3 separate regions of the Bombyx mori genome follow, and all the other regions are linked to region 3. The links are chromatin contacts, called in public Hi-C maps. All regions are on one chromosome and are shown on one strand. The core of a region is the stretch at or near the end of the contact, and the rest is flanking DNA. Distances in the headings are between cores, read along the strand shown. Region 1 holds the start of LOC692809 (endothelial-monocyte activating polypeptide II). Region 2 holds the start of LOC101741506. Region 3 holds the start of LOC101742855 (kelch-like protein 5).

Region 1 (2,903 bases), core at 233-2,732, 450 kb after region 3:
ACATAATTTTAATAAAAAATTACTTAAATTACCCATGCTTTAAAAATACGGTTAAGTAGTAGCATTTACAGTTTCTTTGCTCAAAATACCAATACAGAAAACACAACAAAAATATATTTAACTTATCACAAATATGGCATATTTTTTTATCAATAAAGTAAGATTGTCTATTAAATGAGATAAATGCTCTGCCGGATGCAGTGAGAAGTGCTTCAACTTTAAAAGAATGGTGTAGGAACATAACTGCATATTGTTTGTTGCTTATAAGCTTTACTTGTAAATATATATATGCGCAATGTAGGCGTGAGGTGATGGTTTGCTTATTAGATGTAACATAATTAATAATTGCGAATTTAATTGTTTTTATGATCGAACAATCACCAAAAGTCGTCGAACAAACGATAATTGATCAAAATTAATTAATCTGAATGATAAAAATAAAGATATCTAGTAAGAGGTGCCAACTTAAGGGTGATCAATTGTTTAAGTAATTATAAATAAATAAAAGACGAACAAACAATTTTTACATTCGAACATTAACGAAGAAACGACGAACAAATAATTATAAATAAAAAAAATCCGAAAATAAAAAAAGGTGGAGCCAAATTCAGTGAGCCGACTGTCAGGGACGCATTCTTGCAGCGATGTAAAATGTACTCTATAGAGTGTAAATTATAGTTGCAATATAATAGCGGACTTTTTGGAGGGAGCGCGAGGAGTGAAGTTGTGTGATTTGTTTTAATTGGCCTATTTAGTGTTTCTTCAGATTTAAATATATAATAATGGTGGTTTATTATCTGTTTAATATCTGTGAAAGTGCACAAATGTGGGAAAATGAAACAAAGCCGCTGGACGTAACTTCTTGGGATCCCCCAAAAAGTCAACTGAAAAAAATCTCAGTAAATGACCACCATTTCATTGAGATTATAGTGTTCTGTGGGCACACTCAAATATATTAAGTGTATATATGGGCACAACAAAGTCAACTTCGGTGTACGGACTTTTTGGCGGGAACGCGAGGAGTGAAGTTGTGTGATTTGTTTTATTTTGTCTCATTAGTGTTTCTTCAGGTTTAAATGTGTAATAACGGTGGTTTATTAACTACTTAGTATCTGTGAAAGTGCACAAATGTGGGAAAATGAAACAAAGATACTGAACGTTACTTCTCGGGATCTTCCAAAAAGTCCACTGTAAAAGTCTCAGTAAATGATCGCCATTTTACTGAGATTATACTTATCATCTCATCCCATATCATCTCATCTCATTTCATTTCATTTCGTTTTCATTTCACTTCATGCCATCTTTCATAATATTTAACTTCTTTTCATCTCATAATATCATTTTCATATAAAAAAGTTACGTATTTTTAAAATTAAAATAAAACTTGACCTACAGGTCTTAGTTACCAGGTCATAAAATCCCATAAAAAAAAACTTCGGTGTACTGTATTATCTATCAATTAACCTTAAAATAAGAATTGTATATCTTAACGTTTTGTTTATCATTTATGTTAAAATTGTCATTTGTATTGCGTAGAAATATGTCTCAGTCAGTTACGAAACTTATAAATAATGCAGATATAGCTGAAAAAAGGCTAGCCGAATTACGTAAAAAGGTTCGTTTGAAAAAAAAGTACGGTTTTTAAGAATACTAATAATGCATATTAAAAAAAACCTGGTTTTTATGTAGCTCCTTAGCCAGCACTAATACAGCATTATATTTTATTCTTTGGGAGTAATAAACAATTTGTTCTGATGTCGTTTATGTTAATCCACTTAAAACACTTGATTAGTAATCGCTCCACGTTTTTTTCTAAAGCTGGAAGAGGTGAAAAAGTTTAAAATAGAAGAAAAGATCAAACAGCTAATACAAGAAAATAATACTTTGTCGGCGAAGGTAAACGCTGCGAAGGCAGAGTTAATAGGTTTGGAAATATCACACGGAAAGAGGCAGTATGCGATACCTGGTAAAACAGACCTGCTGGAAACAACCAAGATTGTTACAACTATTCAAGATTCCGTTTGTAATGAAAAACCAATTATCGATAAAAAGGAGAAGAAAGTCAAAGATTCTAACAAAAAACCCAAAGATAAACCTAGTGAATCGGCTGATATAGCAGTAGATGTAAGGAAACTAGATTTTCGGATTGGAAAAATTGTTGAGATTAGTAAACACCCTGATGCTGATTCTTTGTATGTGGAAAAAATAGACTGTGGTGAAGAAAATCCACGTACTGTTGTGTCTGGTTTAGTAAATCATGTTCCAATAGATGAAATGCGAGAAAGAATAGTTATGGTACTCTGCAACTTGAAACCAGTTAAGGTATTAATATTATAGTTCAGTAAACAAAATCTTACCTATAATATGGTATAATTCATTTCCAAATTTTAATATATTTTTAGATGAGAGGTGTAACATCTGAAGCCATGGTAATGTGTGCATCATCTGCTGAAAAAGTTGAAGTTTTAATACCTCCACCTGATGCTATACCAGGGGATTTGGTTGTATGTGAAGGATATCCTAGAGAGCCTGAAGCTGTGCTTAATCCCAAAAAGAAAATATTTGAGACTTGTGCACCTGATTTAAAAACAAATAATGAAAAGATAGCCTGTTATAAGGGTAATCCAATAATTGTACCAGGAAAAGGTCCAATAATTGCACCAACTTTAATCAATGTTAATGTAAAATAAAATATATAAATCAATAAAATTTCATAATAATTGCAGTAAATTAACTTTACATCACCAGGAGTTGCAGGAAGTATACATCTATAGAGCATTAATTCCTACACTATCTTTTCCTACAATAAATAAAATTAGAATAGTTTACAAAGTAATACCTATTGCATTTCTTAAAAGGATTAATTTCGGATTTTGTTAGGCATTTTACAATTTTATTCAATC
Region 2 (2,797 bases), core at 297-2,796, 320 kb before region 3:
TAGGTGGGCCGTACGCTCGTCTACCTACACGGGCAATAAAAAATTATAATAAAACTGACACCTAAAAAAGTCATAGTCACTGTTTGGTAGTATGGTGCCAGTATAATTAATCGCAGCTTCTTACCAAATAGCACCAGCATTACTGCGAATGTGGACTGTGATGAACTAGGCACAATGATGGAGAAGCTCCCGAATCTCTGGCCAGCCTTGGTTAACCCCTTGTCCTTGCTGCGATAACGATCGACCTCATACGGCACAACAGACGGTCTCTAAGCTACAAGAGTTAGAATTGTAAGTTTTGCGTTATCCACCATACTCACCACACCTAACAGCAACAGACAGCTTTTCCAAAGTTGGGACAACTTTTTGGCAACATTTTTTTTAAAATGCCTTTGAAGAGTTTTTTAGTTCCCGTACACTTGACTTCTTCAAGTAGGGCATTGAAACATTACCACGGCGCCGCGCTGGCAGAGATGTATCGATACTATGGGTGCATATTTTGATCGACAGAAACAAAAAAAACCATAAATAAAAATTATGTAACTTTCTGTACAGGTACTAAAAGGCTCATTGTCAGCTGTCTCTCCATAAACTTTCTCGTCAACAACTTCGACTTCACATAAAGCCCATTCTAAATAATCCTGGTATATGAAAATGTTGAAACTGTAAGCTTAAATCTATAAAACAATAGCTTTAATATTGTTAAACCCACTATTGTGAGTATGCTCTAGCCTTAAATTACTTAGAAAAATTCTAGCTATTTATTAGTTTTAGATATTAATTAATACTAGAGGTCCCGCAGTAGTCGAAATTCGACTATAATTAATTGGAATTGTAAGTTTGTACACTATTATAATTGTATTTTATACTTCTATAATTACAAATTTCGCCAAGACTACACTATAAAAAATATTAACAAAGACAAACAATATTTAAGCTATTATCAATTTGACAACAGACGTCAAGAACAAAAGTTTAACAATAAATAGTATGCATGCGTGTGTGCGTCAAATACATGGTATGTAGTGTGTGTAATGTTTTCTTTATTGATTTAATGTATCTTTTATGCATTGTTTTCAAAAAATATTAGCATTGTGCACTTCTTCTCTATATTCTCTATAAGTGTTTAAAATTTCATACTCCTCCGTCTGCGCAATTTTCGTAAAAAGGGATAAGTGCAAAGTTTTTGCTTCACGTATTATTATATAGATTTGTCCAGTATCGCGTTACTCCAGAAATAAATAATTATACATCGTTTTGAATATGGATGAGGAAATTTTTGTTTTTCATTATTTATTGCCGTAAAGCCAATCGGGCTGAAAGTTAAAGGTAATGCTTACTTAAGGTAGAGGTATTTCATTCATAATCAAGTATTTGGTATAAAATTAAAAATAGCTAAAGTTAAGAAACTATGATTTGACCATCTCTTTTACAACACAGTTGAAATCGAAAGCTAAAAAGAGTTAAGCAAAACAAGCAGTAGGTATCCAATTAATATCACATGACTATAGCCAATTCATTTGACGTTTGACAACTTTTCTTTGACATTTTGCACTCTCCCAGAACGAAACTGTCAGTCGAACTGTTCCAAATGTTCCAATAATATTTTATTTATGTCAAAATAAAAAAGTGATTTTAATTTGTGAAATCTATAAATTATTAAATTGCAGTACAAAGAGCAGGGTAACTGATTCAGCGAACGCTGAATCTGAAACATACTTCTGTAGATTTTCTTATTAGTGTTAGTTCAAATGTGCAAATGAACAGCGCAAAATAATGGGTTGCCTTTCGTGGATTCGAGGTATGACGTTTTTTGCAGATTTTCCTTAATTGTTCGATATTGTTTAGTACTACCGACTTATTATATGTTCTAATACTGTAGTTTAAATAGTGAAAATTAGTACAGACGTCATTTATATTGTATTTAATATTCTTTTGAAAATACTTAGGTAATATAACCGATGATAATACAACACCGTAAGTGTGAATTATAACCATGACTGCCTGCTGTATTCAAAACTTTTGTATAAAGCGTTTAAATCCTATGTATATATATATATATATATACGTTTGTTAGAACAAAAGTTAATGGGTATGATTTGTACCAAGACCTCCTGCAATCACTATTTTTAGACGAAAACAAATGTTTGAAATGAATCTAGTAATTAGCAGTTTCTTTACTAAAGTATGCAAATTGTTCATGTTGAGGAAGTAAAAGTGACTTTGATGTAGATACTAATATTTAGGCAAGGTTTGTTTTATCAGATTAATATGTATATATGGATCTTAAAAATTTTTAAACTAAATAATTCATGCATGAGAATAGTAAATAAAAATATTAATATTGATTCACTAAGTTTCAGATTCTCAATTCTTTTAAAACATTATATTTACACTATAACAATTGTTTGAAAGCTGTAATTTTTATAACAATAAAGAATCCACCAGACTCTTAAAAATGTATATATATAATATAATATTTCCTCATCCATTAGGTACTGCCAATATAATTTAACTATCATTGTTATAATAATTTTGTTGGTGCACATTTTTGTTTTGCAAAGCTTTGAACAACACTGAACTTTCTACTATGCTACTATACTTCTTTTTTACTAATGTCATAACTTTCTTCTTTTCAGAATTTAAAATGCCCTTTTCTTTTAAGGACAAAGAGTTAAATAAAATTGCAGCATTCTTCAACATCACTACTTTTCTGCTAACCTGTGCAGCTTTAGTACAACCCAGCTGGTTCCGTATTAGAGGACTTCATTGTACACAGAGTTTGGCATTAACTCAG
Region 3 (2,944 bases), core at 389-2,888:
TGAGACAAAATATTTCTTGAGAGTGGTTGTCTTCTTAACCTAAAGGATTAACATCATAATAAGAATTCAGATTTTTCTTCCAGCTCCAAAAGCCATTTTGTACCTTGTGGTAGCCTAGAATAGCTCTATTCTATCTCTTCCTGTGGGTGTTTTAACTGAGATATTAACCTGACAATGGATAGCAACATCTTAAGAGTATTATAACAGTATATTGAGATTGCTAATCAACATTTATTTATAGGTGGGGTGTATTGTGGCTTGTAGAGGTAGTAGTAATAGTTAATAGTATCACGATCCTGCCTTTTTCTACTGTATAGTAATCTGGTGTTTCAGTTTGAAGGACAACATAGGCATTATGATCTATATTGAGACTTTTCTATTCTGTCTCAAGGTAGGTGGTGGCATTTAAATTGTTTTGTCTTTGGCCCTCAATAATCACTTAACTAGGTAGACCATAAACTAAACAGACCATCTACAGAAATATAATAAGATATGTTGTGGGTATTTATCTGCATCACTAAGAAAGGAAAAATTTGATCTTTTATTTGTATCTAGTATATTAATGGCTAATAAATTAACCTATTGTGCCTGTGTAGCAATAGTGAACAAGAGCCTGTAGTGCCTGTGAGTCAATGCGCTCAAGTGTTATTTCCGTTAGCTGAGCCTCACGCAGTGAACCCGTAAACATGGCTGCAAAGTACTCACTGCATGATGCCAATAATACTTTGTGTGCTGGTATCCTAAAATAAAACAAAAATATTGAAAATTTTATTCTCTCATCTTTGATTAACTTGGCAGTAAGTTATTCAAAATTGTGACTTTCAAGTTATGACTAAGTTATTCAAACAAATCATATTTTTATATGGATAGTATGATTTGTTTCATATTTATTCTTTGTTAATTTCTATGCAAGGATAAATATACTGTAATAAATACTGTCTTATGATTTTTGTAATTTCAAGAGCTCTTTTAAAATAAAGTTTAATATAGTTTCAATAATTTCAATTTACAAGCCAATTTTTTTTTTTCTGGAAGCTCAGTATCTTTACCCTATGTAGTCAAAAGCGAATGAAATGTATTTAAAACTATATGTTTTAAACCTTGTTTTTTAAAGCATAATTGCATTATTTAAAATAGCTTCGAATCAAAGCCAAAATAACCGAATTTATAACTAATATATAAGCTTACCTGCATCCATCTGCGATTAAAAATACGTCGCACAATTTCTGTGATTGATAGTATCCGTAAATATTTTTTAAGGCTACTTCAGCGTGTCCCTTATCACAAAAGAACTCATCTTGACTAGATGAACTGGAAAGACTTAGTTGACTAAGTTCTCGAGGTAGTCCTTCATCAATGGAATTTGTGGATATATTGTCTTTCGTAGTTTCTGACTTATGAGAATCGGATCCAGACATCATTAGACAATAGAATTTTAATTTTATTTTAGAACGCTAGTCGGAATAAGAGCAATTTATAACAGAACAAAGCACAACAAAAGCACAAGATAATACAAAATAATGAATATTTTTCAATCAATGCGCATTAGAAAATGAACAATGCAGTGAATATTACTCGAAATTTAAAAACAAAGCGCTATTCCCTGACAGAACAGTCACTGACCTTTCTTTCTGTTTATTTCATTATGGCAATGCTGTTATTGCCAGTGTTGAATTTACAGTCAGTTTGTAAGTACCGGTAAAACGGGGGGACAAATCCCAACTTGGACAATTTTAAGGTATGTAGTTGTTGATGTATAAAATGCTATATCAGGATCAAAATTATTGAATCTTGGGGGTATCTTTGTTACTCAATTTAAAACTATGCAATTAGCATTCCAGTTTAAGCAAAAAGTTGTGATATCCCTATTTACCCGGAAATTGGGGTTAATGGGGTTGAAATTAGTGTCAATTAATAATTTTGCTAGGACTGCCACCACTTGGTTTTTATTAATTAATTTATTTATTTATTTAGTTGCACCAACAAAGTGATCATTTATATATAATATTATTATCTGGTTTAAGAGGTTAGGTGTGTCGGTTATTCCATGGATTAATTTGTATAGAAATATACCACCCATTAGTTTCCTCCGGTTAAAAATAGAGTCAAGATTAAAGTGACGAAGTATGTCTCCATAGCTGGGTAACTTCCTACCCAGACTGTAGCTGTAAGACAAGTTCCATAGAAACCGTTTCTGGACACTTTCCAATCGTTTCTTGTATATCTCATAATAAGGTTTCCAAACAATGCAGCAATATTCTAATGTACTGCGTACGAGAGCATTATATATATTTTATATATAATTCGATCTAAATATCCCTTTATTATGAAGCGTAAGTCATTTATTATATATTCATGCATGGGTTTATTCATTTATTATGTATTTTTCTGCTTCTTCATTTAAACATTTTTGTCCACCTTGAGATTTCATTGTTGTTGTTACATGTCTGTGCAAAACCAACTTACTTATATTAAATTGCTTAGCTATTTCAACTATAGACTTATTCTTAATTTCATAGGCATTGATGTTTTTAATATTAAGGGATCATATCTCTTATAAGGCTCTTTCAAACCAACACGTAACTGATAATATAAATATTTTCCAAACAATAAAATAACACATTAGTAATTAAAAAAAGTTCTAGATAAAAATATCATAAATAAACTAGATTCTTACCAACACATTTAAAAAAGATTGTTATAACTACATAGGCAACCCTACAAACCTGTATTTATTTATACTTAAGTCGTTCCCATTGAACTCATTCTCATCCCAATTGACCCCCTTTTCGTTGTTATTTGTACCTGAGACGTCCCATTATTTCCAAAACAACAGATTTTTACATGTATTTCTATGTTATCAAAAAAAAACATTAAAACCAATAACAACTGAGACTTAGCTTTAATATATATATGATGGCCCAAGCACTAAATATCGTTTATA

The links. Hi-C and Micro-C count contacts between places; a contact is called where the count stands out from the background.
Region 1: a contact with region 3 is called in a Hi-C map of middle silk gland, with 1.7 times the contacts expected there. The contact joins the promoter of LOC692809 here to the promoter of LOC101742855 in region 3. A contact is called at or near these places in 2 of 7 Hi-C or Micro-C datasets (middle silk gland and posterior silk gland).
Region 2: a Hi-C map of middle silk gland shows a contact between it and region 3, with 2.1 times the contacts expected there. The contact joins the promoter of LOC101741506 here to the promoter of LOC101742855 in region 3. A contact is called at or near these places in 2 of 7 Hi-C or Micro-C datasets (middle silk gland and whole pupa).

Annotation. Positions count from the first base shown.
Region 1 is chr23:7,204,501-7,207,403 of ASM3026992v2, reverse strand. It overlaps LOC692809 (endothelial-monocyte activating polypeptide II), which reads left to right and starts at 1,482. Exons shown (of 3, transcript NM_001046656.1): 1 at 1,482-1,615; 2 at 1,819-2,322; 3 at 2,403-2,727. The coding sequence starts at 1,508. The coding sequence ends at 2,690.
Region 2 is chr23:7,973,905-7,976,701 of ASM3026992v2, reverse strand. It overlaps LOC101741506, which reads left to right and starts at 1,546. Exons shown (of 4, transcript XM_004932571.4): 1 at 1,546-1,801; 2 at 2,640-2,797. The coding sequence starts at 1,777.
Region 3 is chr23:7,652,518-7,655,461 of ASM3026992v2, reverse strand. LOC101742855 (kelch-like protein 5) reads right to left here and starts at 1,638. Exons shown (of 10, transcript XM_038019222.2): 1 at 1,189-1,638; 2 at 706-740. The coding sequence starts at 1,421.